Regions from separate parts of the Mus musculus genome. Here regions 1, 3, 4 and 5 are each linked to region 2. Evidence: chromatin contacts called from public Hi-C, HiChIP or PLAC-seq and promoter capture Hi-C data. All regions are on one chromosome and are shown on one strand. Each heading gives the region's core, a stretch centred on a gene start, on an enhancer-like site or on the middle of the called end of the contact. The rest is flanking DNA. Distances are from core to core; before and after follow the strand shown. Region 1 holds the start of 5830454E08Rik (RIKEN cDNA 5830454E08 gene). Region 2 holds the start of Wdr48 (WD repeat domain 48). Region 3 holds the start of Dlec1 (deleted in lung and esophageal cancer 1). Region 4 has its middle 8.6 kb from the start of Acaa1b. Region 5 holds the start of Ctdspl (CTD (carboxy-terminal domain, RNA polymerase II, polypeptide A) small phosphatase-like).

What was found. Promoter capture Hi-C pulls out the DNA fragments that hold promoters and counts their contacts. A called contact is a pair of places that touch in the nucleus more often than the background predicts. HiChIP or PLAC-seq counts read pairs in DNA pulled down with a chosen protein or histone mark.
Region 1: a promoter capture Hi-C map of neutrophils shows a contact between it and region 2, with 3 times the contacts expected there. The contact joins the promoter of 5830454E08Rik here to the promoter of Wdr48 in region 2. A contact is called at or near these places in 3 of 39 promoter capture datasets (liver, neutrophils and pre-B cells) and 2 of 484 Hi-C or Micro-C datasets (CD8 T cells and regulatory T cells).
Region 3: a contact with region 2 is called in a promoter capture Hi-C map of embryonic stem cells, with 3 times the contacts expected there. The contact joins the promoter of Dlec1 here to the promoter of Wdr48 in region 2. A contact is called at or near these places in 5 of 39 promoter capture datasets (the 3T3-L1 cell line, embryonic stem cells, hippocampal neurons and 1 more), 3 of 484 Hi-C or Micro-C datasets (the G1E-ER4 cell line and cortical neurons) and 1 of 115 datasets of contacts at active chromatin or transcription factors (astrocytes).
Region 4: a contact with region 2 is called in a FOXA1 HiChIP or PLAC-seq map of pancreatic cancer cells. The contact joins the enhancer-like site here to the promoter of Wdr48 in region 2. A contact is called at or near these places in 4 of 39 promoter capture datasets (the HPC-7 cell line, cranial neural crest, embryonic stem cells and 1 more), 1 of 484 Hi-C or Micro-C datasets (cortical neurons) and 1 of 115 datasets of contacts at active chromatin or transcription factors (pancreatic cancer cells).
Region 5: a Hi-C map of cortical neurons shows a contact between it and region 2, with 8 times the contacts expected there. The contact joins the promoter of Ctdspl here to the promoter of Wdr48 in region 2. A contact is called at or near these places in 1 of 39 promoter capture datasets (hippocampal neurons), 5 of 484 Hi-C or Micro-C datasets (cortical neurons, embryonic stem cells and frontal cortex) and 1 of 115 datasets of contacts at active chromatin or transcription factors (forebrain).

Annotation. Positions count from the first base shown.
Region 1 is chr9:120,575,890-120,578,589 of GRCm38.p6, reverse strand. It overlaps 5830454E08Rik (RIKEN cDNA 5830454E08 gene), which reads right to left and starts at 1,259. Exons shown (of 1, transcript NR_073359.1): 1 at 517-1,259.
Region 2 is chr9:119,893,602-119,896,301 of GRCm38.p6, reverse strand. It overlaps Wdr48 (WD repeat domain 48), which reads right to left and starts at 1,407. Exons shown (of 19, transcript NM_026236.3): 1 at 1,345-1,407. The coding sequence starts at 1,392. Gm2449 (a long non-coding RNA gene) reads left to right here and starts at 1,390. Exons shown (of 7, transcript XR_871350.2): 1 at 1,390-1,476; 2 at 2,655-2,700.
Region 3 is chr9:119,101,227-119,103,926 of GRCm38.p6, reverse strand. Dlec1 (deleted in lung and esophageal cancer 1) reads right to left here and starts at 1,418. Exons shown (of 37, transcript NM_177117.5): 1 at 1,002-1,418. The coding sequence starts at 1,412.
Region 4 is chr9:119,164,350-119,167,049 of GRCm38.p6, reverse strand. No RefSeq gene overlaps it. Among named protein-coding and RNA genes, the nearest start is that of Acaa1b, 8.6 kb to the right of the region's middle. Within about 2 kb of position 1,274, at least 39 of the 459 cell types and tissues checked have an H3K27ac peak or open chromatin away from gene starts, as enhancers often do. A contact at or near this core is called in pancreatic cancer cells, where this site is marked.
Region 5 is chr9:118,925,220-118,927,919 of GRCm38.p6, reverse strand. It overlaps Ctdspl (CTD (carboxy-terminal domain, RNA polymerase II, polypeptide A) small phosphatase-like), which reads right to left and starts at 1,384. Exons shown (of 8, transcript NM_133710.3): 1 at 980-1,384. The coding sequence starts at 1,058.

The DNA.
Region 1 (2,700 bases), core at 10-2,509, 680 kb before region 2:
CTGACCCCAATGGAGTCACAGAACTAAATGTGAGTCACAAAAGCAACAGCAAACATCTTCTGAGTTTAGTGACCAAAAAACTGATTTAAATCAAGTGCGTAACAAGTCCAAGGTTTTTCCACCCGTGTGGTAACGAGGCCACCTCAGGTGTAAACATGGTGTGTGTGTTCGCATGACAAGAGTTCAAAAAAGAAGACTCAACTCTCAAAAGTGTCTGTGGAAGGCACTCACAAGCCTCAGGTCACAGCAAACCTCGTTCTCAGCCCCTCCCCTCCTCCAGAAGGTTCAGTGAGTAAAGTTACTTGCTGCATAGCCTGACTACCTGGGTTCCATCTCTTGAACCCACACGGTGGAAGAGTTGATGCTTGAAGGTAGTCATGTGACCTCCACACACCCTCTGTGGCACACACGTCTGTATACACACACAAATAAGTGTATGGGAAGTGAAAGAAAATTCGCACACTGAATACTGGTCTCTTGACAATACGACCACAATGAATGAAGCAAACTCTTCAACACGTTTTAGTTTGTTTTAATGGATGAATGTGGTCAATGTCCGCCACACAAACTCAGGTACTCCCAGAGATCCCTGGAAGAACCTGGAGTGATAGGAGGTTGTGAAATACTCCGCAGGGACTCTGGGAACCAAACTTTGTTCCTCTGGAAGAGCAGAAGGTACTCCAACACAAGGTGTAACCCAGGCTGGCCTCAACTCCTGATATTCCTGCTTCTGCCTCTTCAGCATATCCTACTAGCAACGGACACCAGAACCAGCTCAATAATGAACTTCCTAACTTCAGCAGGTGACTCTCGTTTGCAGACACTCACGGGATGTTCTGGCATGGTTCTCCTTTCTTCCACTAGCATCTGCAACGTAAGCCTCACCACTCCCAATATAGCCTCCTGTGGTGCGTGGGTTCCGTATCTCCCACTGTGACACCCCAACCTCCTCGGACATCCCCATCCAAAGTCTTCCTGCCTCCCACGCAGGTCTCCACTCTGCAGACTGCGCGCTTACAAGGCACGAGTGTCTGACGGCGAGGGGACAGAAATGATGCTCCGCGCCCCGGGGACGCCTCCTGGGGCCCAATGCGTCCCTGGGCACGGAGGGGGGGGCAACATCGGATTGTCCACTCGTGGCAGGCTGGGAACGCTGAAGGAAGGTTGCACTTCTGACCCAGCACCGGGCGCAGTAAGTCAACGTCCGACTCGCCCGAACTATCTACAGGGCCAAGCCCCGACCCGGAAGCGCGAGCGCACTCCGGCCGCTCTAGGAGTTCCGGAGGCCTCATCTCGGTGATAACACCGCCCCACCACTTGTCGGTCCAGCGGAGTAGGAGGGGTTTGATGTGGCTCAGGGCGCCTGCGCACTTGCGCAGACTCCCGCGCATCTGCTCTGAAGATCTGAGAGGTGCGCTTTGAGACGTTTGGGTGCGTGCGCATCTGGGCAGCAGGTGGTAAGCGTTGCCCGCTCCGGGCAGAAATTATACAAATTCGCTTGAGCGATCTCTCTGGTACCAATTTTAAATAGCAACATTGATTGGGGAAAAAAAAAAAATCACACCCCCACAAATAAAGATTGGACATCAGTGTGCAGTTTCTCATGCTGATACGGCCGGAAAATTAGCTTAGCCGGTCACTTCTCAGCACCAGGTGGCTCAACTGAGCACCAGAAATCTAACGGCCTCTTCTGGACTGCCTGACCCTGCACTCACAGCATATACCCACAAAGACACAAATCATCCTGAAAAGTATTTTCATAGACTCAGCAGTTAATAACACCTGTTGCTCTTGCAAAGGGCCAAGACTCAATTCTAACAGCCATATGGTGGCTCACAATCCTATTCTAAGGGACCCAACATTCTCAGACACCACAATGAGGCACAGACCTAATATGCTGGCAAAACTCATTTGCATAAAACCCCAAACTTTAAAATGGTAAAGCAGTAAAAATGATAAGGTAGGAAAAGCTTATTTCTTACTGGACACGATGGTACTTATCTGTAATGCTAGCACTACAAAGGCCTAGACAGGAACCAGAAGCCCTACCTCAGACAATGTTCAAGGTGTGTGGTGGTTGATGGCCTATGCTGGAGGCTAAAGCATGAAGTCCCCTGGAGGCGGACAATGGTGGTGCACGCCTTTAATCACAGCACTTGGGAGGCAGAGGCAGGCAGATTTCTGAGTTGAGGCCAGCCTGTTCTACAAAGTGAGTTCCAGGACAGCAAGGGCTATACAGAGAAACCCTGTCTCGAAAACAAAAGACAGACAGACAGACAGACAGACAGGCAGAAAGAAAGAAAGGAAGAAAGAAAGAAGAAAGTCAGTCAGGCCCCTGGAGCTCAGAAGCCAGAAAAGCAAAGTGAGACCTTGTTTCCTGAAAGTTATCAAGTCCACAGCAGTCCCAACGCTAAGAAATCCTTCATAAATACCCCTGAAAACCAATCACCAAATACCTCACTGAAGTAACCATGCTTTTGAAACTGCTGGCTCCCAGGCACTGTTGTCCTTGATTTCAGTCCCCTCCTCCCCTGTCCCCTTACCTCAGGCTATACCAGTAAAGCCAGTTCCAGGTGCTAAGTTCTTAACCACCAGCATTTCAGTGCAAAAGGACTTGGCCCTCCTGCCAGCAGCCAACCTGAGTATACCTAGATATGGGCTCTGTTGCAGAAATCCACTTCCTGCAGTCCTTTAATTCCC
Region 2 (2,700 bases), core at 158-2,657:
CCTGGAGTTTATCAATCAGCAGGACTAGACAGCCATCAAGCTTCAGGGACACTCCATTTTCTGCCTCCCTAGAGCTGAGATTTCAAGTGCCAACCCACATGCCAGGCGTCTTTTCAAGTGAGGGGATAGAGATGTTTACGTGGACGCAGATATTCAGATCCTCATGTTTGTGCTACAGGCCTTCCACCAGACTGACCATCTCCCAGTCAGCCCAATTCTAACCATTAAACAACCATTAGTGAGCACACAGGGCCAACAAATGGAAGTCAGTACTATAAAGAGGACACTCATTCAGAAAATGCCACAGCTTTCCAGCCTTATGCTGGGGTTACTCACCTTTGGCCCTCCCTTCTGAACACTGAGTTCAATCCGTGGAGTGTTTACTGACTGCTAAACCCTTTTAGTCTCTTCTCCTCTGTGCGGCAAGTCTATGCACTCAGTCCACTTTAATGACTGAATGCATTTTTTTTTTTAAGGCAGTGTGTCTCGTGTAGCCCAGACTGATTGATCTCAAACTTGGTAGGTACTGGAGGATGACCTTGAATTTCCGATTCCCCTGTCGTCACCACAGAAACACACACACACAAGCAGCGCTAGAAGTACAGGCGGGTACCAAGCATGCCTGGTTTTATGTGGAGCAGGGGGTTTGAACCTTGCTCAGGACAGGAAGGGCTCTGCTAAACGAGCTTTATCCCCAGCACACAAGGCAGCAAGCAAAACTCAAACGTACACCAAACCAACGTGATTTGGGGAAACCCAAAGCACCCACGGTGCGGGTCAGCGAGCTCATCACTGGAGATTCCGACGTTAGGGAGATGAGGACTAAAAAGGAAGCCCGGAAGATGCATAGTGAGGACGGTGGAGGGCGGAGGCAAAGCCCATCGCTAAGGAAGGGACACTGTCATTTCCTCCAGCACAGCGCTCCCACGTGCGACCCGGACCCGCCACGCCCCCGCAAGGCCCCTCGCTTCCCGGCCTCACCCACCCGCGGGCGCCGCGAGGCCTCCGCCGCCGGGTCGCGGCTGTTCCGGAGGAAGGCGGCCGAGAGCAGAGGCAGGTGAGCGGGCAGCAGGCCCATGGCGCCGCCGCAGGCCCGGTGTCCCGGGACGGCGGTTCGCCGGGACGGCGGTTCCCCGCGACCGCTCGCGAGGCCCGCGCGCCCAGTCCGCCCGCCGCCACCTCAGGCCGTTGGCGCCCCGGCCCCACCCCTCGCGCCGCTGCGCCCCGCCCCGCCATCCTCCGGCTGTCGAACCCGGCCAGCCGCGGCCCGAGGCATCCGCCCGCCCGCGGGGGTACCAGAGCCGACGGCAGTGTCGCCAAGGCCGCGGAGCCGGGCCGCCATACCTGCACTTTCCTCCGCCCGGCTGTGTTCTGCCGGTGATGGGCCGCCATCTTGCATGTTGACACTCCGACGTCACTTCCGGGAGAGTTGAAGCGCCAGCGGATGTCCCGCCCTACTCTGTGGTTGGGTAGAAGGTAGGTAGGGCGTAGGCTTTCCGGGCTGGTTGCGAGGGGAGGCGCTGGCGGAGAAATAGCAGCGTGTGGGCGGGAACGCTCTTGGAACCAGGGCTTGGGGGCCCGTACTGGTCTACCTCTGTGCAGCTAAGCCCCAGGGCCGTCCCAGCGCCTGCATGCAGAGAGAAAGCGCTCAAGAGAGTCGTGCTTAAGTCGTGCCCCAGCCACTTAAGCCAGTGCTTAGCAACTGGACCACGTCTCTAACTCCATATTTATAGGTTTTAAAAATAATAATAATAAAATGTTGTTGTCATTTAGTTATTTTGAGGCATGGTCTCGCTGTGTAGTCCTGGCTGTTCTCAAACACCAGCGGAGAGGACAACTTGTGGTAGTCTTCTTCTTCCACTATGTGGGCCTTGAGATTCTAACTCAGGCTTGGCAGTAGGCACCTTTATCCAGTGATTCATCTCACCAGCCCCCTCAGGATCTTACCCAGACTCTCAGAATTACAGACGTGTGCCTGTACAGCTATAATATGGATCTTAGGATGTTAAGTGAGATAATGTTCGCATAGGCCCTGCTAACTTGACAATATATTTTAAATGATCGTTTTGGCAAAAACATGACCAAAGTACTATAACCCCTATGGAAACCCACTACCTTTATAAACTAATTAAAAAATACAAAGGGGCTGGAGAGATGGCTGAGAAGTTGAGAGCACTTGCAGAGGACCTGGGTTTGGTTCCCAGCATTCACCTGGGAGTTCATGAGCTGCAATAAACTCCAGTCCCACACGCCCCCTTTCGGACGCAGGTAGAACACTCTCCCAAAATAGAAGTAAATCTAAAATACAGAATTTCAAAGAGATACACTTGCATGGATGGAAAATGATTCCCCCCAAAAGACATGCATTATTAGATGAAAATCTCAATGCCAGGCATGGGATAGCTTTCTATGACATGGTCAGGGAAGACCCAGAAGCCCCTAAAACAATACAGGCTATAGCTGTTGCACTTGGTTGCCCACCGAAACTAAGTAGTAAGACACTATTGCTGGAGACACTGTATACTTTGGTAGCTGGACACAGAGACATCAAAGTGCACTGACCCAAAAACTTGTCAGTGATGACTCTGTGATGACTGGCTTCTCTGTGATGACTCTGTGATGACTGGCTTCTCTGTGATGACTGGCTTTCATAGGTGCTGTGAATCCTGCCAGGGAAAAAGAAGCATCCGTGATAAACCA
Region 3 (2,700 bases), core at 169-2,668, 790 kb after region 2:
CTGCGAAAGACCAACAGCCAGTGAGGCTGTGTGGCGCTCTGAGCAAGAGAGCCTGGTGCTTTCAACAATTTCTGTGGGTAGAGAAGCCCCGTTTCACAACAATTGAGATCCATAACCATCAAAAGACTGAAAATAAGGTGCCACTGAGTCCTGAGGCATCAGTGGGAGTCCTGCATTCCTCCCTCTGAGGCTCAGGGAACATTAGGTGGGGGAAAGCCCGAGGAAAGGTGGAGTAAGGTGGAACGGTGTTTTCTGGAAACAATTTGCTTACTGCGAGCTTGATCTCATTCTGCCATGATTACCTGCCCAAGACAGGGTCTGCCAATATCCTGCCACCGAGGAGAAGGGCTTAACACTTTGTGTGTGGGGTGGGGGTGGGAAGCATAGCTTACCAGCAAGCATTTTTACCTGCTGAGCCATCTTACCAACTCCTATATTTTCTTTTTCACAGTTTTGTTTGTTTTGCCTTGGTGGAGGTTGAGGGTTTTGTGTTACCCTTGCCAGGCAAGCACTCAACACTGAGGTGTACCCCACTCCCGAAGTATTCATGGCTACTGAATCCTCACTGCCTAGCATTGAGCATGGCACACAGTAGTCATGTGTTAGAAAGGAATGAATGATGCTAGGTTATGTCGTTTAAAGAGAGAGTAAAGGACAGAAAGGCGTGACAAAGAATAAGGAAAGATCCGACGGGCAGATACAGGGGAGAGTTGGGAAGGGAGTCTTCGACCGCAGGTCACAAAGAGGCAGGATCATTACACTTGACCCCAGTGCAAAAGAGGAAACCACGCTGCTGACCCAGAAATGTGGGCAAAAATGCCTAACCATGATTGGATCTGTCTGCACCAGTTGTTTCGTTTATATTTGCAACATATAATGTGCTTGTGCGCAGAGAAAGGCGCTGGAGATGTCATTTATATGCGTATGTATCAAGTTTGGATAGGGTTCTTCACTTTGGCGCGGCTGCATCCGGACCGTAAACCGGGATGCACCCACTATACCTGCTGCAGCTGGTCAAGGAACTCTTCGTGGCGCGCATCCTCACTGCCGCGGGCCTTGATCAAACTGTCGCTCAAGTCATCTCCGATCACCTGGGCGGTGTACAAGTTTCGGAAGACTCGGGCAAGCAGATGTGAGATTTCCTGCGTGCGCAACGAGGCGGGGCGTAGACGCAGCGTCTGCGGCTCCGGGAGTGGAGGGAGCGCGTGGAACCCGGCGCGGAGGGACCGCGTAGGGAAGCCGAAATGGCAATCATCCATTAAGACGGTCGAGGAATGCAAGGACTTCCTGATGGACCAGCTGAGACTGGCGGACTCGAGCTGGTGTGGGACAGACAAAAACTGGGTCTCCAAGGACGACATAACGGCCGAGGAAGCTGTGCATTGCTGCTCTTCCTTGCTCTCGGAATCCATGGCAACAGAGACGCTGCAGACTCCGGGTCCCACTTCTTCTTCCGGCTCCGCCTCTTCCGTCTAGCTTTTCCTTTAGAAGAGCGTCACCACTGTCGTCATCTAAAAGTTTGCATTCCTAACGTCCAGCTAGGTAATCTAGCTTAGCTCAGACTCACCATTCCACCCCCGCCTCCTCCTTAGCCTCCCGAGGGCTGGACATAGGCGAACGTCACTGTGAGAACTAGCGTCTCTTCTATATTTTCTTTGTAAAACTTTATTTTTATTTTGTGTGTCTCTCTGTGTGTATATATGTGCCGTTGCCCGTGGAGGCCAGAAGAGGGGGTCGGATCTCTGGGAGCTGCTAGGCAATTGTAAGCCACCTGACATGGGTTCTGGGAACTAACCCGCTGGTCCCCTGGTTCTTAATGGCTGAGCCATTTCTTCAGCCCCAGCATCACCCTTTTCAGAGACGGGCTTATTATGAAGTTTGATGGAAAAAAAGATTCACTGTTGTGCTGGTCTGACTGCATACAAAGCCGTGTTTCTTACTACCCAAGTGCCGCCATCCCTATTTTAATTTGCTCAGACTGTTCTTCACATATATTGTTGTTTGGTTGGTTTTGTTTTAAACAATCCCTTGTTTTTGCTTTTACTTTGACACAGCGTCTCACTCTGAAGCTCTCAGGCTGGGTTGGAGGTCACTTTTGAGACCTGGGCTGTGACTCTCCAGGAATCCTCCAGCCCTTCACTGGCAGCATTAAGTACCAAGCAATCAGCAAGTACAGACGGCCACTGTTGGTGAGCCGTTCTATGCCCTCCTCTGTACTGTGCACTTGTTGTTCTGGTTCCTTTCCTCTAGAGAACCCAGCCAATAGAGGGTGTGAGGCTGAGCCGCACACCTTAATCCCAGCGCTCAATGGGCAGAGGCTAGCAGATCTCTAAGTGTGAGTCCAGCCTGCTCTACAAAGCAAGTTCCATGCCAGCCAGGATTATTTAGTGAGACCCTTTCTCAAAAGCAAAATAAAATAAAATAAAAAGGGGGGCGCTGGAGAGATGGCCCAGTGGTTATAAGCACTGAGGTCCTGAGTTCAATTCCCAGCAACTACATGGTGACTCACAACCATCTGTAATGGGATCTGATGCCATCTTCTAGTGTGTCTGAAGACAGTGACAGTGTACTCACATACATACAATAAATATTTTTAAAAATAAAAAGATTAATTTTTCTTTTATGTGTATGGGTGTTTTGCCTATATGTATGTATGTGCACCATGCTGTCAGCTCTGTACCTCCAGATACCCTTGCCTAG
Region 4 (2,700 bases), core at 25-2,524, 730 kb after region 2:
GAAAATGAGATTTTGTAACTTGTGATTCACGTAAAAGAGTTGTCCATGAGCCCAGATGCCAGGGCAGGGCTCTTGACTGTAAAGATGAAAAAGAATGCAAGGATGCAGGCAAGGCTATCTTGTCTGAGTCGACACCATCTGGCCGGAACCTCCCCTCTGTCTATTGCCCCTTGGCGCTGGGTAAAGTCATACATCAACTGGTTGCTATGTGAACAAGATAAGCCCCTCACCCCCATAAAAACCCCTAGCTTTTGAGCCTCAAGGCCGACATCCGTTATCTCCTGTGTGAGATGCATGTTGGTCCGGAGCTCCATCATTAAACGACCTCATGTAATTACAGCAAGATGGGTCCTCGTGTTTCTTTGGGTGCTCTCTCACTCCTGAGACTAGAGTGGGGGTCCCCGAAAGGGGGTCTTACAGAAGCTTCCTAAAACAGATACCTACGTAAAAGTAGACATTTTACATCACCAAATAAACCCTCCAGTGCCAGGAACTGGCTACCTCTTGTGAGTTGTTGGCCAAAGAAGTACCATGAAACCCCCCAAATATCACAGGCTAGTGACAAAGCAATGCCTTGCTCTTCATAACCTGATGGATTAGAAGATCCTATTGCTGAAGACAAGACTTGCTTAGTCATTGAACATAGACTGGCAGGTGCCATTAAGTCTTCCAGTGACTCTCACAGTTCAGGATACACACCCAAACAGCCAGCTCTGGTTGTCTGTTTCCCCCATAGGCAGGACAGAGATGTCCCTTTAACTCAAGAACAGAGCTGACATCAAAGAGAGACCTGGATAGAATAGACAAGGAAGTGGGGTGGCTCGCAGGCTAAGTGGCCAGGATAGAGGATAGTTAACAGCGCTTTCTGGTTTGAGAGTCCTCTGACACTATCACCACATGGAAAGCCCCATAGCTATGACCTCACGGTCCTTCCAACTAGCCACAGATCTGAGTCACCTGACCCTTTATAGGTGAGCACACCAACATCCTAAGAAGTGAGAAAGCTGTAGGGTCCCAGTTTGGACCTCAAATTGGCAGTCTGGTCCCAGAGACTCAAAGAGGAGCCCCCATATGTAAGCTGAAATCTCAAAGGTGAAGGATGAGCAAGTTGGGGTGTTTGCATCCTTGAGGAACAAGAATTAGAGTCTATGTCAACAGTCTATAGCCTTTGAGTGATCCATAGAATCCCGGCCCTTCGGATACCTCAAGTCACCACACCTGCTGTCCTCAAGTAAAACAGACACACAATAGGCAGCCACGGGCAGACTGGCGGTGGCTCTTGGCTATCCCAGTCCCTGTATGTGGACTTTGGCTGCCTTCTGAACTGGGACATAGGCGATTCCACCGCAGAGCAGTCAAAGTCTGGCTGTAGGCCAACAGTACCTCCTGACAAGGAACAGAAAAGGTTTAAGAGGCAAGAGGCACCCATCAACACCTGATCTGCTAGGCCCAGAACCTTCCAGTGTCTTCCTCAGCTGCCCTCCAGCTCCAGATATCCCTGACTTGGGACCTAGCCCTTTTAAGGCACTGTCAAGTTCAGAGCTAGGGATATGTCCAGGCTTTCTTAAGAACCTTAGAACCTCTGTGACTGGACGTCTCAAGGTGGCTGCCATGTGCAGTGGGGCCAGCATGGGTGGAGAAGCAGAAAGTAGGCAGACAAGCTGGAAGAGGGAAAGCGAGGTGAGAAGCACGGAGAAGAACTAGAAAGTGAGTCTGGGAAAGAGCAGAGGAGACCTTGGGCCCCTGGCTAAGTCTGACTCTCTCCCAGTTCCCAAAGCTTGTACTTCCTGCCTGTTCTAACAGAGTTGCTACTGTTCCTGACCCATGCGGCAGAAAGACCAGCTCTTCAGTCTATGTGTGGAGGTAGAAGACCTACTGCGTCGTCTTCATCTTGGCAGAGCCAGGATGAGCAGGTTTTCCTGGCTCCCTTCTTCATGTGTTGCCCTGTCCCCCAGAGGTCTAGAAATGCAACGATTGCATAACAAGCCAAGGGAGAAGCCCAGCTCAGTGTGGTTGTTTACGTGTTACATGAGTCAGAGTCCACACTGTCACCAGGAAAGCAATAGGTTCACCTCAGTCGAAAAGTCAGGCCACAAAGAACCTTTGTGCTAGTCCCAAAGCCCCCGGTTGTGGGCCTGGAAACACATCCTCCTCTAAGTAGGGGAAAGGCTGAGGCACAGGAGCAGTGGACGGAGCACTGTACTAAGGTCACAATGGACAGATACCCCGCCAGCCAGAAGCATAGACGGGGTCAGAAATGGGGCTATCTGCACAAAGATGGCCCTGGTCCAAGGCTGGGTTCTATCACTCGGGGACAGGAAAGCCCTTTATTTAATCCCCCATCTTACAGCTGTAATGGCCCAGGACACATTCTAGATGTCCCCTTAGTTCAAGTCGAGGCAGGCTCAAAGACTGTGGAGGCCCAACATGGGAGCGGCCACACAGCGGCTTTGCTGTATCTTCTCCATCTCTCTTGCCCAGACGCCCTGTCCATGTAAACCCGCTTAGACTGACAAGTAGCCTGTTCTTCCATGTGACAGGGGAGACTCCAGGTAATTAAAGAACAGGAAGCTGGGTAGGTAGGGAGGGTCTGAAAGGAGCCGGGGGAGGGAATGAATATGATCAAAGTATATTGTGTGAAAAAATTAAATGAAAACTTCAAGGGGATAAAACACTAAGTAAAAAATTCCAAGGGGTTTT
Region 5 (2,700 bases), core at 135-2,634, 970 kb after region 2:
GGGAAGGGACGGGGCTGGAATAGACCCCAAACAAACCAGATGCAGGCAGCATGGCATTGCCTGGTTAGCCCCTGACCAACTACCCCAAAGGGGACAGCTCTAACGCACTAAGCCACTAAGCGTTTGCCAAGTGCTGCGTAGAGCTCCCCCCACCCACAAGAGGCCGGAGATGCCAGGCGGTGGAGTTCCTGACAGGCTGGTTGGTGGCTGGGAGACAAGCTAAAAAGGAAGTGTGCATATGTGCTTGTGTGTATGTGTGTGTGGTGTTGTGGGGACGGCGCTGCTCCTCGCCTCTCTCCTCCACTTGCACAACCAACTAAATATTTTCAAGACATGGCCTCTCTGTGTTATGCACAAACAGGCACAAGCATGTGTGCACTTGTGTACACAGGATCTTGGTCAAAGCCAGATATGCACATACACCCAAACAGCAAAGAGACACAGTACATTCTGACAGTAGGATAGCGTAGGCATACATTCATACACTCTCTCTCTCTCACACAACTCCATCAGGAGTGAACACACACACACACAAGGTCCACACGCTCAGGCTCTGCACACCGATCACCACCTCTCAGTCAGAGGCATACAGACCTCCACATTAAGTCCACAAACTCACAGCCTGTCAGGAACACACACAATCTGCTAAAAGCATTCACGCCCTTATAATCTCTCAGTTGGCCTGCGCGTACACATAGGTGTGCACACAACCTGTCTCACGCACTGCATGCACACTTAAAACAGCTCTGTGCAGTGCACACATCCGATCCCAACTTCTCAGCCGCTCATGCACACTCACACGAGCTCAGCTGGCACAGGCACCCTCCCAGCCTCCCTCTGCTCCAGGCGCACCCCACACCCACGCACCCTCCTGGCCCGGTACACCCCTCCCCCACGCCCGTGCGGGCGCACACCGAGAACTCCGGCGACGCCGGGTGCACTCACGCCCCCCGCGGCAGCTGCCCGTGCCCCTCCTCACCTTTTTCGCCCGCGACGGGCGACCGGGCCTCATCCTCCTTGGGGTTGGTCACCTGGGTGATGATGGCCGGACCGTCCATGGGTGCGCGCCGCGCCGGCCGCCCGCAGGCCCGGCCCCCCGCAGGCTAGGCGCGGGGGGCGCGCGGGGGCGCGGCGTAGGGGGCGCGCAGGGGCGCGGCGCGGTGGGGCGCTCGCCGCCGCCCGGCCCCGCGCTCCGAGAGAGGCGGCCGGGGCCCGCGCCCCAGCTCCCGCCGTCGCCGCCGCCGCTGGGCTGAAGCGGCCGCCGCCTCGTCAGCATGAACCCCGGAGCCGCGCCCGGGAGAGCCGCGCTCGGGGAGGCGGAGCGGGAGGCCCGGCGCCGCGGGAAGCGCGAGCAGGCGACGGAGAGAAGGAGCGAGCGCGGAGCTAGGGCGGGAGGGCGGGAGAGAGGGAGCGCGAGGGGGAGGGAAGGAGGAAAGCGAGGAGGGCGGGCGGGTGGGTGTGTCCCGGCCCGAGGACTGGCCTCCACCGCCGCCGGCGCTGCCCGCCCGCCCGCCGTCCGCCGCCCGCCGGGGAGAGGGGTGCGGGGCCGAGTCGGGGGGCACAGCGTGCGGGGTGTGGTCTGGGGCGGTGGCGCGCGCGTGCGGGGCACAGAGGGCCTCGGGGTAGGTGGGAGGGTGCGGCGGAGCCTGGGAGATAGAGCAAGCTCAGCGATCGAGGTGTGGGCCGCGCGGCGCGGAATGGAAGCGCGGGGAGTGCTCGGCGGAAGCCCGGGGTGCAGCGGGATCGCCGGCTGAGGCCCGGGGAGGTTTATTCACCCCGAGTCCAGGTACCGTGGGAGAAGATTGCAGTCGGTAGTGGGTTCCGGGTGAGGGACGTCCTGACGCTCAAACTGGGAATGGAGGGTTCCGCAGGGGAGCAGGGAGCGAGGCTGCATCGGGGTTCGGGCATAGAGTTGGGGTAATGTAGAGCTAGGCTGTGAGGTGAGCCATAGGGGATGCTGGGCCTGGGGGTGAGGAGGCGATGAGAGGTGCGCGGAGAGTCTGCAGACCGGGCTCACACTGTGTAGTCCGCATAAGCAGCCCGGGCGAGAGTCGGTGTGCAGAACAGTGCGTCCTCGAGGCTAGACCTCTTGGCACATGAGACTGTGGGCACCTCGGCGAGGGGTTCAGCCACTTAAAGACAGAAAAGAGGCTGTAGGTGGCTGATGGAGTGGAAAGGGGCCTGTAGGAGCAGAGCTGGGCCAGGACTCGAGTACATGAGCATCGGGCTGCTGTCAGGTCTGGGGTGACAGCCAAAGCTGGGTGTGAGCAGGTGCCCATCAGCTTCGGAGGGTCTGAGCATTTCGGCACCCGCACGCACCTTCTTGCTCCAACTTGCAGGCCCCACTTGCAGCCCTGTCAACCGGTGGGCGGGGGCAGTGCTGAAGGGGGCGGGCCGCGGGCGCTCGCGCGCGCTCCTCACCAATTACCGCTGTGTGGGCGGAGCTGAAGCTCGTGACTGACAGACGGGCTGGAGAAGACAATCTAACTCCGCCCATTCGCCAGTTTGCGCGCGCACTTGCCCCCTACTCCCCTACCCGCCTCTCCCCGGGTGGCTTTCAAGAGGGGAGGCCTGCTGGGACTTCCTTACTTTTCCACGCCGGTGCGATCCCGGCGCTGGCACCATTCAAGCCGCGTGTTCACCGATGAGCGTCTACAAAGTTGGAAAGAAACTTCCAGAAGCGCCTCTGGTAGACGCGAG